Regions from separate parts of the Mus musculus genome. Here regions 1, 2, 3, 4, 5 and 7 are each linked to region 6. A link is a contact called in public promoter capture Hi-C and targeted proximity ligation data. All regions are on one chromosome and are shown on one strand. The core of a region is the stretch at or near the end of the contact, and the rest is flanking DNA. Distances in the headings are between cores, read along the strand shown.

Region 1 (3,766 bases), core at 154-2,653, 2.5 Mb after region 6:
TTGTCTTTTAGAGAAGGGTTAGTGACAGAAAAGTACTGTGAGCATTCCTACTTTATCTATGCTTCTTCTCTACATTCAGTTTTCCAATTGCTTTGCCCAGAGTAAGCTAAGGATAGCAAACAGAATCTTATTCTTCCGTTTGGTTCGTTTCTTACTGGTACCTTTGGAGTACCGAAACAAAGAATTCTAAGTCCCTCTCTTGGAACTTCGGTGTAAATACACAAGAAATGAGTCAGGGCTCGGCTTTCCTGCCATCAGACCCCAGTCCTTTTTATTCCCTCCTAGCCAATTCCCTTTAAGCCCCAAGGCTTGGAGTTTCCTCTGGTCCATCGCTCTCCCAAGTCTGCACTCCCGCTCCACTACCTAAGCAGAGACAAGTGTGTTTCCACCCTCTTTAATGAACTTCTCCCCTAAAAGCCTGCTCTTCCTCAAAATATACTTCGCACTATACTTCTTGGGGATGCAACTCCTGAGTCTTCTCTGCTGAGGTTTCCCGTTGCTCCGACCCCAAAGCCAGTGCGCTACAGTCCAGCCGGAGATCCTTGGCTGACTCTTCAGAGGGGGGCTGCGCCGTGTCCCCACGAGGTGGCCTCACGCCTCCGGAGGCCCAACGCTGGAGATCTTCCCCAGGACCCGCACGGTAGTTAGGGTCCGCTGTCCCAGAGACGTCCTTCCCCCCAGGGAGACCGGCTCCCCATCCCCTCTGCGCCCCCAAGTTACTCAGTGCTCTCCCAACCAAGGCGCTGGGGCTTTCCCTCCAAACCCTCCACCCAGAGCTCCGTCCTCGCTCTGACAACCCCCGAGAGAATCCGGGAGCTGCGACTCCGTCCGCCCCGCCGCGGGGCAGGCCCAGTTCCCCCCGGGTCCGATCTTGCGTGCCCCAGCACCGTGGGCTGGGTCCCGAAGAGGGGGGGGGTGTCTGTGTCCCGCTGCTGCCCCGTCCCGTGTCGCGCCAGCGCCCGCGCCTCTCGGCTTCCCTACCCGCCGCGAGTTCCTGCTCGGGTTCCACCCGCAACCGCGAGGCCCAGTCCCCAGCCCGCTCGCGCAGCTACCTGCAGGGGCCGCCTCGCCTCAGCGCCTCGCCGCCGCCATCTTGCATTTCAGAGCGACTGCACTTTTCAGGGAGTCAACTCTGACCCGTGAACCCTAACCCCGGAACCACTCGGAGGGCCCTCGCGCGAGGGGGCCCCCCACGGAGCTCTGCAGCCCGGCAGAAGCGCCGAGAGGCCAGGCCAGGGTGCGAGAGAGACTCCGCTCCCTGAACCCACAAGGGCCGCGAGGAGGAGCCAGCCGAGGCGGGGACGAGCCGGGCACCCCACTCGAGGACTCCGCCGCTCCTCTGGGATGCGACCCAGGCCGCTCCTCTAGAACCGGGCGCTGCGGGAGGTGTGCGCCGCCCCGCCCTCTGTCAGGGAGAGTCACGCCCCCTGTCAGGAGGGGGCCACGCCTCTGTCACTAGAAGCCACGCCCCGTCGCGAGAAGCTCCTCCTCCAGGGCCTGCGAGGCTCCGCCCCGTTCAAGCGATTGCTCGGCCAGCGGTCGTCAGAAGTCGGACCCCGCCTCCCGCGACCTCGGTCGCTTTCTTCCCTTGAAACTGCCTAGGTCCTCCGAAACCAACCCCATCTCTCCCGGAGCCGGCGTCCTAAGGCCCCGCCCCTCCCTAAGCCACGCCCACTGTCACTCTCGGCTCCTCCTTGGCAGCGCCCTCTGGATGCCAGCCGCGCCCCCACCCGCTGTCAACAGTCCCGCGCTCCTGTCAGCCGCTGCTCCGCCTCTTCCTAGCCCGAGTCCAGCAGGAGCCCCGTAGTTCCAGCTTTGGACGGGAAAAGTTAAGTGTGGCCCCACTTGGAGCCTCCCGCCTCTGCTTCCTGCTGCCGTCCCTCTTTCCCCGGAGAGCCACTGACTGAAGCCGAGCTCTCCGCAGTGGGCACCAGCCCCGCAGCGCGGCCAGCCGAGGACCTCAGCGTCTTCCCCACCTCTGCCCTTCAGCCCTCTCGTCATTGTTCCATTGAATATAACAAACGAGGGCGAAAGGAAACCACTCCGAGTGTTCGCTCCTGTACTCGCCGCTCCGGACGGACGTAAGAGAACTCTTTGGCGCCTGGATGTTTAGTCCCCACCCCCATTCCAGTCATGGACCCTTTTGTGTTTTGATAGCAGAGCTCCACCAAGCCACACCAGCCCGAAAATTTGCACTCTGCATTTACATGAAGGGAAGACCTGGCTGCTGATATCAACGTGCACAATATTTAGTTGCATCCTAAAATTCTAAAACTTGTGTATGCTGAGGCTTAATGGTCTCACCAGCAGAGGAACCCAACCCTGTCCCACTCTCGGCCCATTCTTAAAACAAAAATTAATAGCGCTCAAGCCCCTTGAAACTAAATTCAGAATGCAAACTACTTATACAAAGAATTTAAGAAATCAGTGTAGTTTTTAATAGAAAGTGGTTTAATGGAAAGTATTTATAATACAGTACTAACATCAGTAAAATAAAACAATGCATTCTCCACAATGTATTTAATACACAATGTGTTTAAATACACAATGTATTTATGTATCCCTCATAAGAAAAATACAAGACAAAAAGTTACACACACACACACCAGTTTATGCTCACCCCAAAGACAGTTCCAGGTCCACTGAGAATCCCAGTTTAGGATTTAACTCTGAACAAAGAAAATATTTTAAATTCAGATATTCAACCTTTTGTTCATGCATTCAACCATTTGCTTTTTGAGGACCACATGTGCCGGACACTAAAGGAGATGTAAAACTGAGTAAGGCCATCCTGTTGTCCGTTGGTATCTAAAAGGGATTGTTCTGGAACCCTCCATGATACCCAAATAGAGTGTTGTTCAAGTCCCTTAAATAAACTGGTATGGAATTTGCATATAATCTGTGCACATGCCCCGATGGAATTTACCTCATCTCTATTAGGATGATGTAGACACCAGGCAAAGAGCTGCTGTACTGTAACTGTTTAACATACCGAGACAAGAAAAAAAGTTGACTCGTTCAGCAGAGATGCATGATTTTTTTTTTCCTGAACATTTTGATCCACAGTTGGTTGAATCATAGATGTGGAAGCCATGGATCCGGAAGGCTCTGTTCTGTCTTCCAGGATCTTACAGACTAGATGCTAGGCAAAAACACATGCTCATAGAATACATCAAAGTGAAAATTGAGGAGAATCTGAAGTGGCTGAGGCATATGGACTTCGCTTTCTAGCTCTCTCTCTCTCTCTCTCTCTCTGTTTCCCTTTTCTTATTCCTCCTTTTTAGCACTAGTTTATAGTCTTATCCCTCTCTCTCTAAAGCAGCCAGCCTGTTTCACTCCCCAAAGCCTCCCAATTTAAGGTCACTCCCACAGGGCATTTCTGTCCAGGAAAACAATTTCAATAGCACAGTGCTGGGAACAGTATCCCTGGCTGAAGTGCTGCCAATTATCTGGCATCCTTGCACAAAGCAAGACTGTTACCAGCACTTGAGAGAGAGAGAGAGAGAGAGAGAGAGAGAGAGAGAGAGAGAGAGAGAGAACGTTGCAGACTTAAGCAATATGCATATATGTTTCCCATAGCAGATTGTGCCAGCCCACATAAATCTGTTTAGAGACCACGCTTACAGGGTAACTTGTTTCTATTAAAATAAACTCATTTATAAAAATTGTAAATATGACTGATTTTAACAGCTGCGCAGCTCCAGAAGTGAGTTTTAACCGCGGATTGGCACAGTGAGAAGCCTAGAGTTTTTATGCACAAACTTGG
Region 2 (4,075 bases), core at 343-2,842, 2.4 Mb after region 6:
CCAACTGTAACTGTCCATAGTAAATGGCAAGTCAAGCTCTGAGACTTAGAGAGAACCTTGTGAGATACCGACTCAAATAGCCTTGCATGAGTGCCCCAAAGGGAACAGGAGACAGAAGCAGGTGTGGGTCAGAAGTGCGGCTGATCTATGTTAATGAGGGAGCAGTTGTAAGAAGCTTACTGAAGCTGACAAAGGGCAGAGGCTATGTTACAAGTGTCATTACAAATAAATAAATAAATAAACCAAGTACCATTACATGCCTCATTAACAACAAGAAGGAAAGACATACATACACATCGGATAAGTCTTTGGCAGAGCCTGACTATGTCTGGATACACACCTTAAGTCTCAGGAGTCATACACACATCAGATGACTACAGCTCAAAACCGATCAGGAGAGAAAGGTCCTTTCCTAGCAGTGTGGTGAACTCAAGTCGTGTTCCCTTAAAAATATTTACACTCTCTTTTGAAAACCTCATTTAATTTTTACTTTAAGATTTTTCATTTATTTTCATATATGAGAAAAGTAAAGAGATATTTGCAACAAACAAAAGGTGGCTATCCCAGACAAAGAAGAAAATCTTTGTTGCCAGACTCTGTTGACACGGAATGTTGAGAGAATACATTTCTGGTCTTTTCATTTGGTTTTTGGTTTTTCGAAACAGGGTTTCTTTGTGTAACTCTGGCAATCCTGGAACTAGTTCTGTAGACCAGGCTAGCCTGACCTCATAAGATCTGCCTGCTTCTGCCTCCCAAGTACTGGGATTGAAGACGTGTGCCACTACTACCTGGCATTATTTCTGTTTTATACGCCAAACGTGGACCGATTTCATTAGAAATCGACTTGCAACTTCATACATCACTGAAGTGGAGTTAAAAGTATTATCTAAATTGCTTCTCTGTGAATTAAGTGCGTTGGCCTGTTAAGCACGCGGGACAGCCACACGTAGTAAGCACTAAAGAAACACTGAGTGAATTTTGCTAAGTGAAAAAGATTTCCGATGCCAGTGCAGCTGGTTCTTGACGTTTTTTTACTTTTCTAGATTATGAGGAGTGGGTTGCAAACCATAATGTGGGAGCATCTTGTAAATTTACGCAATTAAAGCGTGATGAGTATGGCAAAAAATAAACAAAAACAAACCAAACAAAGCGGAATTCATTTAGGTCTGTGGAGTTCTGCCGTGCCTGTAAGTTCTAGGAAAGGAACTCCTCCATTTCTCAACGAACTTGTCTTTTGCATCTTTGTTATTTCTATAAATCTCTTATTCTAAACGCAATAGAGAACGAAATGCAGGAGGCAGCAAGCTCTCAGGAGAAAAACACTTTTGGTGTCTGTTTGAGCCTATAGGTGTCAGAGAATTGAAGTCCCAGACTTGGTTTTCAGAAAACTACAACTCCCTGAAGCCTTTGGGTCGCAGAATTAGAAGCCTCAGAAAAGGGGTGGAGTCTAGAGAGAAGCCGTTGGTTGTTTCCATTGTCCAGAGTGGAGGGACCACAAGAGCGGAGGTGGGCGGATCCCCGTCCTGATTGGTTGTAACTAGAAGGGGCGTCCCCCGCGTGATTGGCACAGTCCTTGGGGGCGGAGACCCCGCGGCGGCCGCTCGAATTTCCCGGGTTGGGCGCGCGGGGACTGCTGGGTAGCTCTCGGGACGGTTACCCTCACCGGGTCAGCCGCGGATCGGAGTCGGGGTAGGGGTCGGGGTTCGACATGCAGAGCACTGACCTGGGCAACAAGGAGAGCGGCAAGATATGGCACCGCAAGCCATCGCCAGCCACTCACGACGGGTGAGGCCGCGGGCTGTGGAGACCGACGAGGGGGCGGGTCTGCGGGAGACTGAAGTGGGAAGCGTGGAGGAGGAATGCTGGCCCGGGGATTCTGACTCTGGCCGTGCGCTGCATCCCTGGGTTGGGACCTCAGGAGGAGCAAGTAGCTCCGGAAACCGTAGATTGCAGTTGTCCCAGAATCTGGTCCCTGGTCACGGTGAGAGGCAGGCAGGAGAAGGCTCTACGACTTGTGCAAAAGAATTTGCAGTTCAGCTGAGTGCCAGGACTCCACCTGCTTTGATTTATTAATGTCTATTCCAGTTGGGGGGAAAAAAAACTCCAGGAGGTGATGGGAGCAAAGAAAGCAATGCACATCTACCTTTCCAAAAGCCGATGCTCTCCATCCTTAAGTCATTCATTACATTGCACACCTGTAATGTTGAGAGCCTAGTGTGGGCCAAGCACGCTTTTCACTATGGAACAACGCTGGAACAAACTTAAGTTCTGCAGTGAGTGTTGCAGGGCCTGTCATTGGTGCGGGGACTTTTACCCGCCTGTGCTTCCTTTTATTCTGTTTGGAGTAGCGGGTTTAACACGCAGCCTCTTGTGTGACGTCAGTGGGAGTCTTTGCCCCCTCCCCCATTTGTTTTGGTTCCCATGGTGCCTGCCTAAGCGATCTTGGTGTTTCTGATTACCTACGTTTGCGTGGACTGCATAGTATCACTTGGGTTCATACCTCGAGGTTTGTTTCTCAAGAGACTTTTCTATTTATCTTTTAGTTGCTTCCCTAGAAATCAGACTAAGTGTTTTTGTAAGCTGAAAGCAGTTATAAGTGGATCAGCCACTTATTTGACTAGCCAGCCAGCCACTGTGGTTTCTGGTGGCTGTCCACCCTTTATCAGTGCTATTCACCCGTTGACCTATTGAATAAACAATCTTGTCAATAGTGGAGATTCTTCGGCGTTTTCCTTTCAGCTCGGAAAGCAGTTTTGAGCCAGGACAGCTAAGTTGAACCAGCCAGCAGAGCTCAGAAAGAACTAAAAAGGGTGAGCTTACTCAGCAGTAAGTCTCAGAGGTTGAGAACATTCTAGGTTTAGATTAGGTTGTCCGGAGGCTAGAAGCTTTGGGGACTAGGCCTAGGTTAAGAAACAAAAGGCAGTAAGCCTCCAGGATGACAGTTATATCAGGAGAATAAAAAACGTGTGTGTGTGTGTGTTGATGTGTGTATGTATGTATATATGTGTGTGTGTATGCATGTGTGTGTTGATGTGTGTATGTATGTGTGTGTGTGTGTGTGCATGTGCATGTGTATGTGTGTGTGCATGTGTATGTGTATGTATGTATGTATGTATGTATGTGTTGATGTGTGTATATGCAGGTATGCTTGTAAAGCCCAGAGATTAGCATCGGCATCTTCCTTAAGTGCTCTTCACCTTAGTTTTTGAGACATAGACTCTGACTGAACTTAGTGCTCATCTCTTTAGCTCCAGGGAACTGTCTATGTTTCCAACGCCCCGTCACTGGGGTTCCAGATGTGGGCCACGATGCAAAGATTAATTTTTGTCTTTCAACACCATGAAACTCCATAAAGATGAACAGCGTAAGATTTTTTTTCTATATCCCTGATCAATCTGTTTAAAAAGCTCTATGTTTAGACAAACAGGAAGAAAAATAATTTTTTCCACTGCTGAAGATTCAACCTAGGGCTTTGTATATCTTAGGCAAGTGCTTTACCAGTGAGCCCAAGAGGAAAATGTTTAACCCACTTATCAATGTAGCATGTAGCATCTTTCTGTAAGTTTTGAAAATGAGATCTTAATTTGGAATATCAGAACTCAACATATAAGGAACTAGGGAAATGGCTCAGAGCTTAAATGCATTGGCTGGTCTTACAGAAGATCCAAGCTTCATTTCCAGTATCCACTTGGTACCTCCCAACCTCCTATAATTCAAGTCTCAGGGGGAATCTAAGACCCTTTCCTAGCATCTGCAGGCACCAGGCCTGGCACAGTGCACAGACTGCTCAGTCAAAAGATAAATCATTTTTAAAAGATTCATACGCAAAAGATAAAATTTTCATGATTAAATACTATTCTTGAAATAAAGGAAGGAGGCTAGCCAGAGGGCTCAGAAGGTAAGGGAGCTTGCAGCCAAGCCTGATCTCTTGAGCTTAGTCCTTAGGTACCTTATGGTAGGAGAGCGCCAACTCCCGTAGGTTGTCCTATGACCTCCACATGTCATGCATGTGTGAGCGTGAATGCACACACATAAAGTCATTTTAAACAGGGTGGGATTGTGCTGGTCTTCAAGA
Region 3 (3,925 bases), core at 1,123-3,622, 2.3 Mb after region 6:
CGAGGCTTGATCCTTAGTGCTACAGAAACTTAGACTGTTAGCCTCTTACCTTGAACTACAAGGCCCTCTACGACTCACCTGTGCTTTACAGCACAGACCCCAGGGTAACGCCCTGTCTTCATCTACCAGGCTTCCCACTTCACTTGGCTCTCTACTTGGTACCCGGTGTTCTTTCTATTCCCATTTTTTGCCTAGTTTCCCAGTTTACTATTAGTTCTTTCTGAAAGACTGGGTCCAAAAGCCAGACTCAAAGACATTTTCAAGTGTTCTCTTAGATTTTTCGGAAACACTGGTACCTTGAACGATGTCCTTAGCAGTATGCCTCCCTCTGTTTTTCTCATAGGATCAGGAACCTCTGTCCTATTTGCCGTTGTAGACAAGGGCCCAGCACATAGCAAGCTCCCAGAATGTCCACGAACTCAGGCAATACACAAGCAGATGCTATGTGCCCAGCACTCATCTAGGTTCTCAATGGGAAGTGAACTAGCAAATACCAGCAGGTGGCATGTCGCAAGAAAAAGGGAAGGGAAGGGAACAGTGAAGGAGGAACACTCTGATGGACAGCAATCAGAGAAGGCCTACAAGGGAAAATGGCATTTGGGCAGAGACCTGAAAGACACACATGAAAGTGAATGAGCCATGACTACCTTTTTCAGGGAGAGAAATAACATGTGCAAAGGTCCTGGGGTCAACTTAGGTACTGCAACAGCAAGCCCTGGCACGGACTTTACCCATCCCAGTTCACAGATATGGGAGGAGTCTCAGGAGACTGACAGGACATGATTTCTGTTCTCACACGATTGCCCCGGCTGCTCAGCAAGAACAGAAAGAGCAAAGCCGGCATGCTAACAGCTTTCGATGGAGAAAGGCCTGGATTCCGAATAGACAGCTGAGGCAGAATCAGCTGTCTAAGCTGACAGATTCTGGGGTGGGGAAAAGAAGTCAAGAGGCCATACAAGATGTGCATCTCGATGGCAGAGCACTCAGCTAGCACGTGCTATGCTCTGGGTTTGAGTCCCAGCACTAAACAGGAAACCCAAAAAAAGAACTCAGGGATGTCTCTATGACTGCTAAACCCCCCTAGCAAACACAGTTGCTATTTGCAAAGATGAAAGGGAGATTTGATTATATGTCTACTGGTCACCAGGTGGTGATTTCCACCACTACAATAAAGATACTCACATATCCGACAGTCTCCCATTCATGTGTTTATGCCCCTTGTATGATAAAGATCTAAGTCCAAGGGATGGACTACAGAGGATCCTATAACGGACTCCAAGAGCATATCCCAACATCTGGGTGAGGAAAATGAGAAATCAGCAAAGGAGACGAGAAAATAACATCCAGTGGAAAGTAGAAAGAGAAGGCTAAGGAATGTGTGGAAATCCAGATCTAATATAATCTGAGCGTCCCCTGATTAAATTTTTATATCACAGAATCAATAAAAATAACCTCTAGGAAACTAACATTCTTTGGCTTAGAATGATAATCTTGACTAATATCCTTAATGCTTAAGAAAATTAGTATCTCCCGTTTCCTGAGTAGTTTATTCATTCACTGGTAACATTTAACGGCTATATGCCAGGTGATCGGATAGGGCCCGTAGGAAATACAGATAAATTAATTCTTATTAATATCTGCCTTTACACCACTGCTTTAGGGAGGAGAGAGAAACTGTAAACACGCTAACAACCCACGCAGAATTATGTCAAGTAGACACCACTGATTAAGATGGCATCGCCACCCACGACATAGATAGAAGGAGGGAGGAAGACATTCAGGTAGGTGGGCCCAATTTGCCAACAGAATGGCAACTTACCTCTCACTTCAGAGTGCGGAAGGCGGGAAGTACAATCTTGCCAGACAGGTATTGTGAGTCACGTCCTAGCAGGCCAGTCCGCGACTCTAAATTATCTAAGCCTTAACACTCGACCCCAGGACCTCCCGGGACCCAAAGGACCCCAGCCTTAAACCCCTGGAGGCGGACGCACTACAGATCCCACCAGCCCCAGCGCGCCCCGCAGCCCGGCGAACCCGTTCCGTAGCCGCGGGGACACCTGGGGGCTGTAGTCTCCACCGCCCTACGCCAGCTACTACCTGGAAGCGATAGAGGAAGGCTTCGGGCCAGAGGAAGAAGTAGGCCGGGCTGATGATGCCGAGCTTGCCGATCAAGGGGACAGCAACGGTGGCAGCAAACCAGTAGCGCGTGATGGCCGGGATGCTCCTGAACCAGTCCCCGATGTCCGACATGGTCGCCCGTCAGGTGACCGGCTGCGCAGCGCCGCGCGTCCTCCCGTGCCCACCCCGCGCTCCGCGGCCGGCTTGGCCAGGGAAAGTGGAGGCGCAGCCGCTGTGCAGGAGGCGGAGACCGACGGACGTGGCGCCACCGAATTCGGACAAGCTAGGCAGCGATCACAAGAGAAACTTCCCCTTCCGGTGGCCGCGGTCCACGTGACCAGAAGTGTCCCGGCGGCTTAAAGGGCCAGTGCCGTTTTTGCAGCTCAGTACCGGGACTCGACGTCCTGGGGTGGGGCCAAGCAGGAGAGGCGGGGCGACGACGGCAAGGCTAGTAGGAAACAGTGGTTACCCAGAGCAACGGCCAGTCTTGCAAACCAATGGGGAAGCTACATGCCCTAGTTCTCCCCGGAGTTGTAATCGGAGTAGTGCCTCTTGAAGAGTATTTATTTAAAGGGAAAGGAAGAGATAGCGCATATAGTTCCTCATTTAGTCACAGCTTCAGGCAAATTTTTAGACACTGGGGATGCAGCTGCGGCTGTGAGCACGGTAGCGGTACCTGAACTTTGCAGTCTCAGGGTAGACAGAAAAGCAAATGAGTTATGAAGAAGAATTTCAGAGGATACGGGAAAAGATTAGGATGATGGGGGGGCTAGAGTGGCAGCGGAGGACTGGGAAATCTTGAGACGCATTTGAGACCGCATTTATAATTGGACATGATCTGGTTCATTGGGGGGCTTTAAATTAGAAATGAAGATGGTTGTTTTAAACAAATGGTGGAAAGATACCGATTTCACTAGAACTTTTATTCAGTTGCTGGTTTTTGTTGTTGTTGTTTTGGTTTGGTTTTGTTTTTTTGAAAATATGGTTTAGGATCAGTAAAACTTTCCGTAAAGAACATAGGTGTAAACTGACCTGTAGTAAACTAAGTATCTGAACTTACTGCAATCAAAGAGATTGCTCACCAAAGAACCCTGGACCCATTTCTCTAAACAAAATCCAAAATCATCATTATTGGATGGTGGAGGGAGAGGAACTGTCGGCCAAACTGGAAGAGGCAGTGCGTTGTAAACACAGAGCTGAGGTGTAACATAATTACCATCAGGTCTGGACAATAAGAAAAGAAACAGACTCGGTGTTCTCAGATCGGGAAAAAAAAATTCCTCAAACTTAAAAAATGTGAAATTTGGGCTCTGGAAAAAAAAATTATTTAACGTTGTAAAGGAATTGAAAATCTTAGGTCCAAGTGGCCCACGTGACTCACATCCTCCAGGCAAAGACGAGGTCCATGTGCATTTCCACATACTTTCCAGTGCTCCATTATTTCAAACACTCTAGAAACACTGGCGTTTATACTGTGACAAACCACTTCTTAGCAGTACCTAATGTTGTGAAAGTCACTTCATCTCTCTTTGGGGTCCTTGCCTTTAGAAGGACCTGGTAACTGGACGGTAGAGATGGCTCACATGGGAATGCACCTCAAAATGAGACATCCACATAAAAGCCTAGGAAGGAGTCCAAGGTAGATGTGGGGGAACAGGCAACCCCACACTCAGAAAGCTTGAGAGCAAGAGTTTCAGGACATCCCAAACTGCATAGCAAGATTCTGTCAAAAAAGCAGAAGGAAAGAAGAAGAAGAAGAAGAAGAAGAAGAAGAAGAAGAAGAAGAAGAAGAGGAGGAGGAGGAGGA
Region 4 (4,070 bases), core at 374-2,873, 2.9 Mb after region 6:
GAGAGCCTTTATAATTCACCATGGTGGGATTTTTCTCAAAGGTCTGTACTTTACTGATTTGGCAGGCATCTATTCACCATTACTAGCTTCTGTTGAGTTCAAATTAGATTTATTATTGAAAATACAAAAAGGATGAATAGATTCATGCCCGGTTAACTGCTTTCAGCAGTTGAAATAAAGATTTGTAGGGATTTAAAAATGAAGATATCTTTAATTTTGTTACTTACATTATACTAGATAAAACGATTCTGAAGAATACTGTTTGTTCACATGCGAATTATGAAAAATGTAGGGGGTATTTATTTCACTAACTCTAAATGAACTTTCCTAAACTAAAGCAGGAGACAGAATATTTCTATGAAGGGTGTTCCTGAGGAATTCACAGGATGGTTCCAATAAACAGCCTTGGGCTGGGCCTGGACAGTTGGCCCAGCAGCTAAAATCACTTGCTTTTGTTTAGCAAAAAAAAATCTGAAATCCAACTTCTGGGCACCTGATATCTGATGCTCTCTTCTGGCCTCTGAAGGTACAAGGCACACTGGTGGTGCACACACACACACACACACACACACACACACACACACATGCAGGCAAAACACTCATACATAAAATAATACATTGTGAAAACCAGTGGGCTCTGCCATTCTGAGGGCTCTTGTAGCCCTGCCAACCTCACTTTCTTCTTCTGATAGGCCTAGTCGCTGTGGCAATGTTTCACTGACTGTTGAGGCAAGGGAATGATACATAGTAGACAGATCATACTTTTGAATACTGTTGCATTACTGGAGTTCAGAACATTTTAGCTACGTTGAGGAGGATCTCAGCAGGATAGGAAGTTACTGCGATCAGATAACCAGACCAATACACCTATGTAAGAGCAGTGTGTACCATAATAGTTTCAAATAATTAGATATAATGGCATGCCTCAGACTGGCCAGTTGTTGAGGTATGGATTAAGCGTCTTTAATGTTTTCAGTTCTTATCAGTAGTGTATAACAAAACATGACTTAAAAACATTGCTTTAAAATGAAAAAATAGACAAAGAACCACTGAAGTCTTGCAGTTAAATGAGTTTGCTTAGGAAATAAAATATACTCTGGAAGAAACCGTTCCCAAAGACCTCAGGAGAGCTGTAGGGATAACCATCCCAGTTCTGCGTTTAAAAAGGCGATCGAAGCAAGTTAACATTTCTGCACCTCAAATCCCTACATTTTAAGAATTTGGATCTTGGAAGGAGTCCAACGTTCTCCATCCCCAGGATACAGCGAATGCTTGGAAGGGATGACGCCGCTAGCGACTCTAGGCCAATGGGTGGGGGGGGCCCAGGCATACTCGGTGTTCTCTTGTTCGGCAGGGTGGCGAGAGTGGTTCTTTCATTAGAAGCGCTTTTGCTCAGACAACCGACAGAGCCATTGGAGACACACATTCGGGAAACTGAGTCACACAAACCCAGAGGTGCAGACCAGGGAGCCTCTGTCACCCCAATGCGCAGGCGCGGCTGGCTGGGCTCGGAGGGTCTCTGAGTCCCGCCTTCCTCGCACCGTTCAACCACGTGCGGGGGGTGGGGTGGGGGCGGAGCTCCACGCTCGGACCTAGGCCAGTGAGCGGAAGTGACGTCGGCACAGAGCCATTTCCGGCAGGCCGAAACTAGGAAGAAACTTGGAGCTGCCGAGGCGCGGGTCGTAGTTGGCGCTCCCGTCCGTGCCCCGTGGCCGGCGCCGCGCGGACCTGTGGGGGCCTGGCCATGGGGCGGCGCCGTGCTCGTGCGGCCTAGACGTGCGGGCTCCGCTGACAGGCCGGGCGCTCGCGGGCGGCAGGCGGCGTGGCAGCCGCGGCCGCCGCGGGCCTGGGCTCCGGCATCATGAACATCGACGTTGAGTTCCACATCCGGCACAATTATCCTTGGAGCAAGTTGCCAACGAACGTGAAGCAGGTATGGCTCCGCCCTGCTTCTCTGTCGCCTGACCTGCGGGCCGTCGGGGGGCTCGGGGAAACTGGGCGTGCGCTGTCTCCCAAGAAGGCTGGACGGGTGTCCCCCCGGACTCGCCTGGTACCTCGGCCTGCAATCTTTATTTTAATAAAGTCCCCGGGCCCCCAAACTTGAGAGTGGTGGGAGAAGGGAGTGCAAAGCGACAGATCACACGTACCTCCTCTGGAGCGTTTCTGGGGGTTAGGTTGCCTGCTTGGAGTTGCATGTGTAACTGAAAGCATTTAAAGTTGGCCCTGGAAGACCACTAAAAGTTACTAAGATGAGGAACGAAGGCCCTCCACCCCCGGGAAGAGGGAAGAGTACGTCTCCGGAGCTGTGAACAATCACCAGAGTTCGGAGACGTGTTCCGATCCACTTGGAAATGTTGGCTGGATGCGTGAGGGTGATAGCTGCCGAGGCTGACAGAGCAGTCAGGCCTGATTTGGAAGGGTACGTGTGTGGTTTGTGTTGTCGGACTTCGTCCTTTACACAGCCTGAGTTTATAAAGGATCAACGGGAGCATGACCCGAGGGGTTTTGTTTTTGTTTTTTAATCGAATGCTTACAATGAATGGTAGTTTTACTCAGTCGTGTTTACTGAGCATGCAGATAGTTTAAGGATCCTGCCTCCACGGAGAGTCTTTTCTGTCAGAGACAGAGTAAATGGACTGGTGAAAGAAAAGAACGGATAGGTGGTTTGAACTTTTACGAAGGCCTTGATGTGTGTGCTTACATGTATAGTATGTTTACTACATGCAATGCAGGGGTTCGCTGCCCACCGTTTCTAAGTTCCTCTGATTTCTGGTTTCTCTTGGTGGTGGGCAGCAGGTATACTTTTGGAATTATGGAATGGTGGTGGTAATGTTTTTATGATTCTTGTGATTTACTTTGAGTCCTAGTTCTAGAGAACGAGTTAAGGGTCTGGTGGACATCACGTGACAAAATACTTCTAAGACACCAGAACCCTAGGTGTGTTTCAGGGGCAAAGGTCTATAGGTTGTCAAAGATGTCAAGTTTCTGAAACTTGAAAAAAGGAACAAGTCTAAATCTTTGGGAATAAGTTCCTCTTAAATTTGAATGAGTTTAGCAGATAGTTTTTGTTCTTTAGATACATATGTTCTGAGACATATTTGAAGACAACTAGAGTAAATAGTTCATTTCCTTTTTAAATAGCTTATACCCAACTTAAATAATTGATTCTATTAGGATTGGCAAAAGCCTTCCCAAACTTAATTGTTATTAATACAATCATAGGACAGTGCTAAAACTTAAGTTCAAATATAAACTGATTAGTTTCTGCGTGTGAAACCACTGAAAGGCCCAGTTCTGAGTCAGGCTAAGTGTGGCCTTTGTTTCTGCAGACCTTCTCCAGCCTTCCCCTGGTGTCCTGAAGTTAAGGTCTACTTTAGATGACATCACCCTTCTGTCTGCTTTCTTATCTTCAGCACAGGACCTTCTCATTCTCTCCACACTACTCAGTAGTGTGGACTGAGGCAAGCCCAGTTTTCTACTGTCTGTCACTGTCTATAAACCCCCAAGTTCTAGCCCTCAGCTGTGTTGTCCCTGTGCTGTCGCCCCTCACACACATCACAGCTGTCACCCCACCAAGCTGCCTTTTCTGCTTAGATTCTGAGTTAGGTTTTGTGCCCTAAGCATCTGTGTACGTTGTTGGTTTTAGTAGCTGTTTGTCAGAAGTAATGAGGCATTGGCTTGAGATGACTCCTAAAATGCTATAAAAATCACAGCTATATTAAGAATAGGGATTTCCTTATGGTAAAGAAAGGATGTTTTCGGGATTTTTCTGTAATTTCCTAATATTAGGCATTCATTGTTTGACACGTGTAGGAATAATATGTCTTTTGATATTGAAAATACTAAGTATGTTGATATGACTTCCAGTAAGTTTTGGTGGGCTAATATTCGGAACTGACTCATTTCCACATTTTGAAAAGCTGAAGGAAGGAGACTTGGATTAAAAAAAAAAAATCTTACGAGCTATTAGCTCCCCCTCCCCTCCACCCTGGTGTGGATGAGCTGAGGAAAAAACTTGTTTTGTTCTATGGGTTGCAACCAGCCTTTAGAGGGCCTTTTAATTAAAAAGC
Region 5 (4,308 bases), core at 1,196-3,695, 2.7 Mb after region 6:
AACAGTCAGCTGCTCTGCTGAGAGGCAGATGACCAAACCATTCCTCAACTGTGACTCAGCAAAGGACCACAGGTGGCCAGTGTATTGATCACTGCTGAGACCATGATGACTGAGAGTGACTGCTTCAGCTCCCAGGTGTGACCCACAAGAAAAGAAAGCGGATCAGGAAGGGACAAAAGGACAGGGTTTTGTTTTGTTTTCTGTATAGCCCTGGCTGTCCCAAAACTCAACTCTGTAGACCAGTCCTAGGCCTCAGACTCAGAGATCCAGCTGCCTCTGTCTCCCAAGTACTGGGATTAAAGGCGTGCGCCACCACCGGGCCTCAGAGGCAGATTTAACTTCTTCAGATATTTTGGAATAGGGAGAGTGAGGTGTCCTATTTCTGTCTCATGGAGCAAGGATGGAGTGAGCATCCAGATGAGATGGGGTCTCTCCAGTTTAGTTCCCAGCCTGCTGAAACACAGCGGGCTGTTATCCTATTTTACTAGGGGAAGTCAAGATAATGCAGTGGGCTGGACCCCTGCTGCGTCATCCTGGAAAGAAGCTAAGCTTTTTATACAGAAACAAAGAGCTGGGATGTTAGATTCAGGCTCCGAAGATGGATGGTTCCAAGGAGGAGAACGCTTCTGGTGCACCCCCTTCTCACTTAGTTGAGGAAAAAGTATTAGGTATAACCGTTAACTTCATTCGCTGGGAAACAGTCAGGTGACAATGGTTGGTAATTTATCTGATTTTCTGTGAGTAAGAGTTCTTTAGAGTGTTCTAAACTCCCCTGGGACTTGCAAAAAAAAAAAAAGGACCTAACACAAGGCTAATATATTTGATTCTCCTGGAAGGCCCTAAGTTCAGGGAACTGTTTCACCTCATTAGGAGACAAAGGGAATTCAAGCATTACAAATCACAAACAAATGGGAGGCCCTGGAGGTCCCACTGGTTTCTTGATAATTAATTACCAAACCTTTATTCAAGCAACCATTGGCAAATCTCACTCAGCGTCACCTGGCACACTCACAAAAGTCTCTGTTGAAGTCAGCTTAGGGATGCAGGTTGTGTGTGTGTGTGTGTGTGTGTGTGTGTGTGTGTTAATCAAAGGACAGTGGGAGGAGAGAGCACCGAAAGGTGACTTCAACTGCACCAGCGCCTCCAAACAAACTTCTGTCGGTTCCTCAGGTGTCTCAGGGAGTCAGCTGTCCAGGCTGGGGATTGATTCTTGACCTGATACTCTATGAGTGGGCACTTGTTCTGACCTCAGATTTCACTAGACAGCGGAGCTCAGGTGAAACTTCAAGTCTGGGTGGTCTTTCTGCAGCGGGCAGGCACCACTAAGGATGGGAGTGTGCTCACGGTATAAAGACCGAAAGGGCCACGGAGGAAACAGGTGCAAGTGTCTGGTCCTTCCTGAAGCAGAGCACTGTTCTTGCATTTCTTCCCTGCCTCCCTCCGCAGCCCCTAAGCGTTACCACAACGACCCACTCCGCAAGCTGTCCCGGGGCCCATCGGCTGCCCCTCCCAGTCACTTTTTTTTTTTCTCGGCCCACTCAGCCGTCGACTGCGCGTGGGAAGAGCCTTCAAGCACTCATGGCAGGGCCCGTCATCCGGCTTGTGACTACTACCGCTCTTGTACTCTTGGGGTCCTGTCATAGGACAGTGAAAGGCAAACAGCCAAGTCGCTAGCACCCACTTAAAACAGTGACTGCAATTGCGGGATCTAAAGGAAGAGTCCATGAGTTGTGCGCCTGTGTTCAAGTGTTTAGGGACATAATCCCCTATTGCCAGATTGAGGGATCCTGGGTTCTGTATGGGATCTTTTCTGCTGGGAGACACTGTCCTTGATCAGGAGGAGACACTAAATTACCCATCTCTCGGGTTCTGGCGACCTTTACCGAAATCCCGGCACCTCACTCCTGTCCCTTCAGTCGGAAGCCCCCTCTTTATTCTGGCCCAGACCTGCTTGCCCTCCTTCACCTGCCCCTGAGGTGTGCACTTCCCCCTCGTCCCCGACCAGCTAAAATCAGTTTTGTGGGGCTGGAAGTCGGCGAATGTCCTCACCTGCTGAGGTCGCTCACGAAGCTGCCGCTTTTCTCATCCAAGAAGCGCTTCCAGCCGTCCGCCGTCTTCACCCAGCTCTGGCCCGGGGACCGCCAGTCCTGCCCAAGGAACGGCATGGTACAGAGCGCGGACGCGACCGACGGACGGGACGGATTGACAGCCAGGAACCGGCCTGGCTTGCCCAGGGTATGCGGCGCGTTGGGAAGATGCTGGGGAACGACGCAGGCGGCGACCGGGACAAGAGTGGGTCAACTAGTGTGGAGGGCTGCGGATCCTGGGTGGGCGCGGGGATCCTTGCACTCACAGGGGCGCAGGCGTTGGGGAAGGTCGCCTCCTGACTCTGGGAATGCTGAGCGGCTGCCCGAGCGCAGTATTTATCCCGGGCCGCTGCCCCGTCTCTTTGTTGCCGGAAGAGCCGCCTGCTCTTAGCCCGCCCCCCCCCCCCCGCGCCCCGAGGCCACGTGGCTTTGTTTATAGGCTCGCCTTGTTTTCCGAGGCGCCCGCGGCTCTCGCTCTGCTCGCAGTTGCACAACCTTGCGTCCGTGGAAACTTGAAGCCGCATGGCCAGGCCAGATGTCCCGCTGACCCTCGGTGCCCTGGCACCTCTGCACCTCCCCTACTCCCCCATCAGGCGTAGCTGTCGCCACCAAGATCCTGGTCTTGCACTCGGCACTAGGTCCCCTCTACGGGTCCCGGACAAGCAGGGTGTAGCAAGGAAGCCTAGAGAGTTGGGAACTGTCAGTCCCAGAGGGTCTGGAAGCTGCGGGACCGATCTTTGCAGGCAGATCAGCCTTGGGGGAGGCCAGAACGTCTGGGGACGGGTAGGGGTGCATTCTTTGAACCTCTCTTACTGCCAGTACCGACTCCAGGCGCCAGGGTGTGCTAAGTGAAAGAGGGGACCCAGTGCGGTAGGGGCGGGGAGGGACTACCCCCACTCCTTCCGCCTTAAAGCTGTCATTTGATGCGTTTGCTGTCAAGCTCGACTACCCCAGTGGCAAAGGAAGGGGAAAGAAGAGGCCCCCGCAGCGTCCGGACCCCATGGCGTTGAAGTGAAGAGCTGAGACAGTCTTGGGTCCCACTCTGAGGGACTCTGGGCAAGCAGCGCTGGCGTCGAGGCGCCTGGCTCAGAACAAAGCCTCCAGGGTCGTGGAGTCAGGAAGGAGTCTCAGGCTACACTCGCTGCTCCAGTGCCCCAGGGTTGGGCTTTTTTGGCTGTGGAACCACAGGAACCCTTCTTTCTCTTCCTTTACGCAGAGTTCAATTCCTGGTGTTCTCTGATTTCTAGCTATAAAGTCCTCCTGGGTTTCACGGCCGCTTCAGAAAGGGAAGAGAGTCTGTTAAGAGCTTATCTCTCCTAACACGAGGGGGTGGCCAGTCTGTTTTTCAGGTGAAAGGCTGTGGGGTCCTCAGAGAGGGTTAAGTCCGTGATTACCTAGGGTCTTATGCTACTTCTCAACTCAGAGCGATCCTCCCTGTTATGCAGAACATAACTCCCTTTTAGTCTAGAGACATCTCAGCCCAGTGCCTTACCACCAGGCACAGAATTGGCCATTCATAACCATCCCATCTTCCTCCATCCTCTGAGAGAGTGTGCATTTGTGTGCCCGCGGTGGGCAGAGGTCAATGTCAGGTGTCTTCCTTGCTCACGTTTGTCCCTATTTATCTTTGGGTCAGACTCACTGAGCCTGGAGCTCTCTATTGTCTGTACTGGCAGGCCGATGAACCTCTGATTCTTTGGATTTTGTCTCCCAGCACCAGGATAAAGATATAGGTGCTTTAATGGGTTGGTTTGTTTGTTTGTTTGCATGGGTGCTGGGGGTCTGAGCTCAGGTCCTCAAGACTGTTCATCAAGCACTGTGTCCATGGAGACACTGTTAATCGTGATTTGCACGGGGAGGGGGTGGGCAATTCTACCACGTTGAGGCAAATTTGAAGCAAGCTTTAATTAAATACTGACCAGGATAAATTTTGGTCAGGACCACTCTCTGGAATTCCCAGCGTGGCGGCCCCTAGACATGTTTTACAGAGGCTTTGAAGGCCATTGTATTTTCCCAGGTGGCTTTGATATTTTCCAAGGACTACAACTCCCAGCATTCTAAGGAATTACCTAGTCCTTGTTCTTTGGCCGGTGGGGCTTGCAGGTTAATTTTTGGGTCTTATGATATCTCTCTACCAAATCAACTCACCAGTCTCTCCATAGGCAATTCTTGTGTGAATAAGTGACTACTGCTTTAGGGTGACTTCTGGCCTCCCATCATT
Region 6 (4,049 bases), core at 716-3,215:
GCTAGGAAATAAAGAGAATAAGAAAATTCTAGTTAAAATGGAAACAATTAAAACCATTACTATACACTATTATGGGTATTCTATAACTAATGCCAGCAATTACTTTGAAAAACAGACTATCACTAGTTTGTGTGGGTGTGTAATTTGTTTCCATTACCAGTTCTGAGGTCTTTTCTTGTTATGGCATTAAGATAGTAAGGCATGTTACACAGAAAGCTGAGTGGCCAACTGCCAACTGAAGATTATTCAAGAACTCAGTTCTAGGAGAGCTAAACACAACTATGCAATCAGAGCAGTATAGCTTAGATTCAGTATGTCTATGTGTGTGTGAGAACTGAGAAACCAGGCAAGCACTCTACCACTGAGACCCATCACTAACCCCTTTCATGCTTTTGAGACAAGAGTCTCACCAAGTTACTCAGCTTAGCCTCGAGTTCACCCTGTACCCGCCAAAGGCTTGAAATTACAACTATCCCCACTTCATTCTCTAGAATAGCTGGTATTACAGGCCTGTCTTCCAAGACATCTTTAGGTCATCTGATAAAATCACTGTCTTCAATGCCTCCAAACTAAGGAAATTATCTCTATTCCAGAAAGATCTTGTCCAGGTACTTTCATATGCATATACACAAGGATTATATGCTAGAAAAATACACTTATAAGCTTGTGGTTTCATATTAGTTATCCTAAATTTTAAACTAGCCTATGCATACGCAAAAGACAAGTTTACCACATTCCATGTGAACTAATACTTTAAAAAAGCTTGATAAATAATAGAAATACTGCCACATGTCAACTTGCTGTCAAAGTTTTAAATATTCACATCTGTTATTTACCTGATTATAGACAGGTAACAACTACATTTAAAGGAAATGTACTTCAAGTAGTGTTAGGCTAGGAGTTGTCTTGGATTAACATATCAGAAACTAATTCTTTCTCTTCTATCTAGAATCTGCTTCAGTTTCAGTATTCCCTATGAGTCAGCCTTCCGGTTGCCCAAACCAGAATTCTTAAAAGTTATTCTTGTTTCTCTTTACACCCACATTCAAATCTTTAATATATATTGTGGACTTCTTAGAACTCCAATGTTTCAGCCTGACTTGTAAAATGAGTATTTTGTGTGGTACACTAAAATAGAATTCTAACTGAATTCTCCCTTTAGCCCTTCAAAGATCTCCCATCTGTGAACAGTTTATCTTCCACCTGGCGGCTTGAGTGCTTGCTTGATCCTTCTGATGCCTAAGACTTCTAGGTCAAAACTCTACAACAGGTCTTCATTCTTTATAAACAGTCTTAAGCAGCGCAGGCTTGACTTCAAGCTCACTAAGTATCGGAGAAGGCTGGCCTTGAACTTCGGATCTTTCTCCCTCCACCTCCCAAGTGCTAGGATAACATGCGTGCACCATAATTCCAGGTTTATGCGGTGTTGGGGATGGAACCCAGGCATGCTACGCTACATCAGCTACAGCTCCACACCTTCCCTTCCCCCTCCCCTACTGTACTAAACAAAAATAAACATCTTTTAGTGGTTTTTACTGCCCCACGTCATTCAACCTATTATTTCACTTTAGCTCTCTTTCCGCAAGGAACAAAAGACACGAAAGGGGCAGACTGAGGAGAGAAAGGAGCCAAAACAAAGATATCAAGTGGTAGGCAGACTCACAACCCTCTGGTAAGTGACTCCTAAAGCATTTCTTGGGTACGGGTGTCAGCTTCCCTGAAAGCTCAGCTTCTGCACTAAATCCCTGTGAACACTGCTCTTCATTTTCGCCAGCGTACTGAGCACACTATCCTGCCCGAAACGCGCAAACTCACCTGGGGCGCCCTAGAGAAGCTGGACATGCTCTCCGACCCGCGGCGTCCTTTACTTTGCACCCGCCCCGCCGGGGAACCAGCACCACGGGTCCGGCGGGAAACACAGACACCCGAGCATGAAGGTTCCTACTGCCGTCGCGTGCGCTCATCTGCTTCCCCGCCACACTCGGGTCCCCGCCGGTAGCGGTTTCGTTATGAGAGGAGCAGAGAGTGTGGCTCCTGAGAGAATAATTTCCCACAATAATTGGCGGGAAAACCGACGTAGGACATTATTTTGCAGCCAACCTGAGCGGCAGGAAACCGGAAGTGCACGTTGCGCGCGGCTCTTTTGAGACCTAACACTGAGTCCGGGCGCGAAGAGGATGGATCGGTACTTGCTGCTGGTCACCTGGAGGGAAGGGAAGTTTCGATCCGTGGCGGGTGGGGAGATCGAGCCTGGCACTGAGGCGACATCCCTGGAGAGCACCGACAAACAGCCCGGTAAGCTCTGGGCGGAGAAGAGGCGGGAACGACCGGCGGCGGGGAAGCGAAGGATTTGAGTTTCTGATGAAATCCCGGAGGGAGGCGCATAGGTCGAATGGTCCCGGGAACGTGCAACTAACTCTCTGAAGTAGTTTCTATAAGAACTGAGCAGTAGTATGTCAATGGAAAAGATATAAAGTTGTGGGTATTAGATGCCAGTGTCCCAAGTGCTTGGTGAACTGAATATTTGCCTGGTTGAATCTTCTGGTGGCATAGTCATCGAATTTTTGCTTTTAGGGAAGGTATGCTTGCAGAAAGAAGTGTCCCTTGGCGTTCCTACCACCTTGAAGAAAGCACAGAAAGAAATGATAGGTTCTGCAGATCTGAGTTTTACATTCTATGAAGGAAACATTCCACACTAAAAAAAGAGAAATGACCAGCTTTAAAAGATTTTAGCTGCATTGCTTTTTTGGCGTACTTGACTAATCTCAATATTACGTTTTCCTTGTTTTGATTAAGCAGACATTTTTAGGAAGAAATGTATATAGTTCGTATATACTTCTTTTGGAAGGAAGTTTTGATTTCTTGTTACTGATTAGCATATACAAATGAGGAGACTTGGCTGTTTTCTCTGCGGTGTCAGCACTTGAATAGACTTGGTCAACATGTATTCTGTCTACAACTTACTGGCCTTCAGATCCTCTGATAGTGAAATGGAAACAGGCCCTAGATTATGTTAACTCTTGAGTTAGATGACTGAGTCAGGTCTTTATTTTTATAGATTTGACCGCAACCAATATTTATCACCTCTTGAAGAGAAGCATCAGCGATTCAATCCATCCAGATGACAGTACATTCCCTGGTAAGTACAGAAGTGTAATGGTAATGAAATTCCTCTCCTATCCACCACCACCCCCCACCCCCAAAGTCTGACACAGCATTTTTTTGGAAATCAGTCAGTTTGATAACCTAGGAGTACAAGAAAGACTTGTTGACTTGAGAGGCACAGGGCTATGGGGGTATCTTAAAGAAAACCTCAACTACATTACTATTCCTTCCTGATATTTGAATGTTGTAAGTTTTTATAAAAGTTATTCTGGGTTCCCATTGTGAGAGTTTTGCTTCCATATAACCCTTGCTCTCCTGGAACTCTTTATCTGTAGACCGGCCTGGCCTTGAACTCACAGAGATCTGCCTGCTTCTGTCTTCCCAAGTGCTGGGATTAAAGGCATGTGCCACCACTGCCCTGCTTGTGGAAGGGTTCTTGTCTTGAGTAAAGACAACCCGTTACAGCTCCCACTCTGCCTTCTTTACCACATGTGGGTGTTGTTTTCCTGTCTATTTTACTGATTCTCTTAAAGCAAAAACAGCTTTGAGTCATCTGCTTTGACTTTCTGAAGTTCTCACTACTTTTTTTTTTGGGGGGGGGGCAAGAAATCTTCCCTACTTTTAGTTCTATTGGTACTTTACAAATATATCTATTTGTAAATGTATTTGATAATTTTCTTCTCTTTTACTTCTCCATCTGATAATATCCTTTAAGGCCCAGAAAATATGAATATGGAGACAGATCAGATCCTACAAGCTGAAGGAAGTGTCTATAGTTGGCAGGAAAAAATAGCCTCCTTTTGAGAGCTGCAGCTCTCATGATTCTGTTATAATCGGCTCCCTTCCTTATTGGAGAACCTCTAGTCTCGGGGGCAGCTCTCACCACTAAGGATTGATTTCCAGTATGTAGGCACTGTACTAGCCTGTTGTCCACGTTCTAATGG
Region 7 (4,366 bases), core at 1,788-4,287, 2.5 Mb after region 6:
GTTTTTCTAAAAGGTTGAGACAGAATGGCTGCAGGTCATAATGTCTACAACTATGGAAGTATCACAGTATTAGAGAGAGAACATTCTAGAAGCAAAAAGAATAGGCTTTGAGTCCTGGTTTTACTGGGACTTTGAGGTGTGTGTGTGTGTGTGTGTGTGTGTGTGCTGGGAGCGAGAGCGAGAGAGAGAGAGAGACAGACAGACAGACAGACACCTGAATTTGCTACCTAGATTAATTAGGATGGTCTTGAACTCACAGATATCCACCTACCTCTGCCTCCACCTCCCAAGTGTTGGGATTAAAGGTATATGGCACCAGACCCAGCTATATACCTTATTAATATTTGCCCAAAGATGAAATGAGACTTGTATGTGAAACAATCTGGCATCTAACTGTTCATCCCTTCCTTCTCTTGCATGTTGTGGGGTATTTTGTTCCTGTGACACGTTGGAGATTCACAGGCGAGTGGATATAAATGGGAAAGCAGACCTACAGGGATCCTCAAAGTAGTCTTTGTCTGGAATTATGAAAAAACAAAACATAATATGGACCCTGTAGAAAAGGCGTAGACTGAAGAGTCTAAGATTATCTATAGGCCCCACCAAAGACTAAATCCATCCACAAAGCACACTGCTAACCTGGCACACACTGCTCTCTGCATGTGCTACTGATGATAAAACCAGAGCCCAGCTGAAATGCCAAAGTCCCACTCGTGTTGACCCCCACCTCGTATTCCTGTCGTCTGTAGGCCAGGTCCCCTCTGAATTTCTTGAGAGTGAGAACTTCAATATCGTCACTACATTCTGTCTCTTCATAAAACCACTAGGAACCAAGAAGATAAAGTTTACGATGGCGGCTGAAGTATGCTTTTCCACTTCACAGTCAAAAGCACTTTCCCATGACACAACCATCTAAACGTCAAGGCCACACTTCTTCAGGATGACACAAGGCAAAGCAATGGACAAGGGATGGCTATATTCTGCTTTTTAAAACAGCATCTCATCGTACGCCCTCCAAGTGCTGAGATTACAGACCCGGATGACCACATCAGACTAAATGATACGTTTACATGCGCAGTAAATGTGTGCATCCCCATGTGGTGTGCGGGCCAGAGATCAACATTAGTTGTCTCAATCAGTCTCAATCTTGTTACCTCAAGACAGGGTCTCTCACTGGACCAGTCAGCTAGATCGGCTGCCAGCAAGCCCCAAGGTACTCCTGTCTCCGCCTTCCTGTGCTGGTTGGCACGCCCAGTTTATGTGAGTGCTAGGAATCATGAATCCTCATGCTAGACGCCAAACACGTCACTCACTGAGCCACCAATGACAATCTTCATGATGGCCCAGATTTTAAAAAAAATATTTTTAATACATGTTATACGTATGTGGGCCCATCCACGCTACTGAGCACATACGGAAGTCAGAGCATAACTGCTGGTTGGTTCTCTCCTTCTACTCTTCCAGCTCTGGTGATAGAACACAGTTCATCAAACTCGGCTGCAGGTGACTTTACCTGCTGAGCCATCTCTCTGACAGCCCAATTTTTATTAAAATGATAAGACGGCCTGTGAGATGCCTCGGCGGGTAAAGGCACTTGTCACTAGGTCGGACAACCTGATTTGATCTATGGGCCCCATGTGGTGGAAGGAAAGAATCAACAACTGCAGTTTGTCCCCTGACCGCCACACAGTGCCATGGCTCTCTCACCCACACACAAATAAATGAACGTGGTTTTAAAAAATAAAAGTTGTAATGATCACATGTCTATACATGTCAATGACAGATTTAAAAAATAAATAAAAGCACACGGTTTCAACCACAGTGAAGTTATTGGAAATGACATCACCAAGTGCAGTCCAGTGACTCTTAAAGTGCTATCTGCTTTCTTTTAGAGCAATTGAGAGTGAATAGGGACTGACAAAATTGTGCACAAGACGTAGGAAACTGTGATTATGGCGATGGTCCTATTATAAAAATGCTACAAAGGCACACAGAGCACAGGAAATTTTAACTGGAGTCAGGTTTCTGTGCATCCCAGACAAAGATTTGGAGGATCTGAGGACACATCTGTAAGACGACCTCTTCTGATGTAAACCCACTGGACATAAGGTGAGATCCAGATGTAACTACCAAGAAAGAATTAAAAAAAAAGGATGAAAAGCATTCTGCATGCCCAATTTTCCAGCCCCAAAGAAGCATCTCCTATTCTCTTTTACAATAAAACCTGCTGAGGCTGAAGAAAGTCTCTAAATTCTGTTGACTCAGTACAGTTAACATTGTAATAGCTTGGTTGTATTCTGAGAAATACACTTCACTGAGTATCAAGGCTCATCATAAGCGTGCTAAATTAGTGCCTCTCCTTCTACTGGGCCATCACAGTAAGAAAAACTTTGTTCTATTCTTTAAACACTGGGTCACTCGAGACGAGGTATTTGAGCCACCGTTAGGTTCGGCACTCTGCAACCATTTAGTCACATAGCTAGCCATCCCAACTCAACAATAACATATCCAAGTCTCAATACATTACTAGGAAATGATGAAACATAATTAGCTTGGAACTATTTTATTCTTCTAGGCAGCCAGCAGGCCTGCAAGGATGCTACGGCGGAGCACCTGGGCGGGGCTGGAGGCAGGAAGGGGGCGTGTGATGCTAGCCCGGGCCCGCCTGCAGGACACGTGGGTTGAGGGTGGGGGACGGAGACAGACAACCCGAGGGTACAAGAGTGAAGTCGCCGTGCTTGGTTGCAGGGCGGGTGGACAGTGACGGTGGTGGGCCTCGCCGCAGGCCGGCTCCAGAGCGGAGCGGCAAGAGGGGCAGCCGTCTCACCTGCGGCTCGCAGAGCTTGGCGCGGTAGGGGGAGGGCGGCTCGGGCCGGCGCTCCGGCCTCTGCTCGAACACCGAGTCCTCAAATTCGCCGCCCAGCACCCAGCATCCGGTCTCCATCGCGCGGAAGTGCAACTGGACCTCGAAACGAGGCGACACCTAGAGCGACGCCCATCACCCAGCCTCCAAAGCGCGCGACAGCAGCCGCGCCAAGGCTGCCGAGGCAAGGTAGAGTGTAGAGCGGCACCGGCGCGCCGCCCACACGGAAGCGGTGGGTTGTCGGCCGGAGCGTTGCATTCTGGGAGTGGTAGTCTTTCAGCGGCTGGGGATTTCCGTGGTGGAGCAGAAATTCTTGCCTGACTCCAGGGCCTCCTAAACCACCCAACAAAGGTTTTGACCTCTTTGTGTCTAGAGCTGGATAGAGTGAGTTCCTCCTGAGTACCTCGAATAGTCGTGGTCTCTGGAGAGCCAGTTAACTTGGTAAGTATCAGCTTTAAACCACTGACAGTATTCTCCCCATTTTATTTTGCATTTTATTTCTAAAATTTCTTTCCCAATAACTGTGAGAAGAGCCCGGTTATTCTTATCTTGTAAAAGGAGATACTGGGCTTGAAGAAGTCAGGTAACTTGTTCAAAAGCCCAGGGTCTCTGAAGAAGAGACCAGAACTCTTCACGCATTTACTAAAAAAACTAGACATCACAATTTAAAGACTTGGATCAAGGCTAGCAGAATTTTGAGACTTTCAAGAAACGTTTTGACTCTAGAATGTAAAGGTCGTGGACAAAACACTGGCTTGTGTTATAGAGCACTAATGTGGAGCTAGTAATAAAGCTTTTCTATTTGCCCTCACACTTGCTCCTCTTCCACCAGTTGCTTCCAGGGTTTTTCCTTCAGCCCTATTTTCTACTCTACAGACTCGTACAGGGCAACCCAAACCACCTCCCCGGATTTCAAAATTCATCTGCCCTTGGCTCACCAAATGTGGAACTCAGTGCATATTCAATAGCCTCATTGGAAGAGTCCACGCAGGGAGCCTCCAGGCAGTAGCTACTGTGGGATCCATCCAGAGAAGTTCTTTTTTAATACCTGGGGTTTTTGTTTTGTTTTCTCATCAGAAATGCAATACTTCTTATTAAGAAAAATTCAGATATTATAGAGAATTATAAGAAAAGTTCCTAATATCACCAGGAAAAAAATAATGTCCTAAAAAGGGCTATACTTGCCCTAATCCCAGTATGCCCTGTCTATGCCCAGAACTGTGTCAGCACAGTACTGAAGGACTGCAAGAGCCACGTGTGTGTGGCTCTGTTGCCTTGGCTCGCTAGCTGTGTGACCCAGTCTATAAAATGGGTATTGATTAAAATAAGGCACACAAAGCTTTAGAGGTGAAAGGGGTGTCATGGGTGTATTCAAGATCTCTGCTCCAGGAGCGGAGGAAGAGCAGAGCAAAGGCGGGCAAGGAGGAGTTCTTCCAGCTTTTTCTTTATGAAAGATATTTGATCTCAGAATGTCTTCCCTCCTGCTCAGGCCTGCTAGCTCTA

The links. Promoter capture Hi-C pulls out the DNA fragments that hold promoters and counts their contacts.
Region 1: a targeted proximity ligation map of astrocytes shows a contact between it and region 6, with 5 times the contacts expected there. A contact is called at or near these places in 5 of 39 promoter capture datasets (the 3T3-L1 cell line, the C10 cell line, embryonic stem cells and 2 more) and 2 of 130 datasets of targeted methods (astrocytes and large pre-B cells).
Region 2: a promoter capture Hi-C map of embryonic stem cells shows a contact between it and region 6, with 4 times the contacts expected there. A contact is called at or near these places in 5 of 39 promoter capture datasets (the 3T3-L1 cell line, embryonic stem cells, hippocampal neurons and 2 more), 1 of 484 Hi-C or Micro-C datasets (B cells), 5 of 130 datasets of targeted methods (the SCID.adh cell line, astrocytes, embryonic stem cells and 2 more) and 1 of 9 other capture datasets (adipose tissue).
Region 3: a promoter capture Hi-C map of embryonic stem cells shows a contact between it and region 6, with 4 times the contacts expected there. A contact is called at or near these places in 4 of 39 promoter capture datasets (the 3T3-L1 cell line, embryonic stem cells, hippocampal neurons and 1 more), 6 of 130 datasets of targeted methods (astrocytes, embryonic forebrain, embryonic stem cells and 3 more) and 1 of 9 other capture datasets (liver).
Region 4: a contact with region 6 is called in a promoter capture Hi-C map of pre-B cells. A contact is called at or near these places in 1 of 39 promoter capture datasets (pre-B cells), 1 of 484 Hi-C or Micro-C datasets (CD4 T cells) and 1 of 130 datasets of targeted methods (astrocytes).
Region 5: a promoter capture Hi-C map of pre-B cells shows a contact between it and region 6, with 4 times the contacts expected there. A contact is called at or near these places in 2 of 39 promoter capture datasets (hippocampal neurons and pre-B cells) and 1 of 130 datasets of targeted methods (astrocytes).
Region 7: a promoter capture Hi-C map of pre-B cells shows a contact between it and region 6. A contact is called at or near these places in 6 of 39 promoter capture datasets (the 3T3-L1 cell line, the C10 cell line, cranial neural crest and 3 more), 2 of 130 datasets of targeted methods (large pre-B cells and pro-B cells) and 1 of 9 other capture datasets (embryonic stem cells).

The regions. Positions count from the first base shown.
Region 1 is chr15:58,075,105-58,078,870 of GRCm38.p6, forward strand. It overlaps Zhx1 (zinc fingers and homeoboxes 1), which reads right to left and starts at 1,404. Exons shown (of 4, transcript NM_009572.4): 1 at 1,053-1,404.
Region 2 is chr15:57,910,607-57,914,681 of GRCm38.p6, forward strand. Tbc1d31 (TBC1 domain family, member 31) reads left to right here and starts at 1,593. Exons shown (of 21, transcript NM_001081396.2): 1 at 1,593-1,785. The coding sequence starts at 1,709.
Region 3 is chr15:57,890,046-57,893,970 of GRCm38.p6, forward strand. Derl1 (Der1-like domain family, member 1) reads right to left here and starts at 2,373. Exons shown (of 8, transcript NM_024207.4): 1 at 2,098-2,373. The coding sequence starts at 2,250.
Region 4 is chr15:58,413,845-58,417,914 of GRCm38.p6, forward strand. Fam91a1 (family with sequence similarity 91, member A1) reads left to right here and starts at 1,624. Exons shown (of 24, transcript NM_145959.3): 1 at 1,624-1,933. The coding sequence starts at 1,862.
Region 5 is chr15:58,212,447-58,216,754 of GRCm38.p6, forward strand. It overlaps Fbxo32 (F-box protein 32), which reads right to left and starts at 2,446. Exons shown (of 9, transcript NM_026346.3): 1 at 2,050-2,446. The coding sequence starts at 2,165.
Region 6 is chr15:55,555,443-55,559,491 of GRCm38.p6, forward strand. It overlaps Mtbp (Mdm2, transformed 3T3 cell double minute p53 binding protein), which reads left to right and starts at 1,966. Exons shown (of 22, transcript NM_134092.3): 1 at 1,966-2,295; 2 at 3,059-3,139. The coding sequence starts at 2,178. Mrpl13 (mitochondrial ribosomal protein L13) reads right to left here and starts at 1,870. Exons shown (of 7, transcript NM_026759.3): 1 at 1,816-1,870; 2 at 1. The coding sequence starts at 1,842.
Region 7 is chr15:58,031,257-58,035,622 of GRCm38.p6, forward strand. It overlaps 9130401M01Rik (RIKEN cDNA 9130401M01 gene), which reads right to left and starts at 3,038. Exons shown (of 6, transcript NM_029418.4): 1 at 2,828-3,038; 2 at 728-823. The coding sequence starts at 2,944.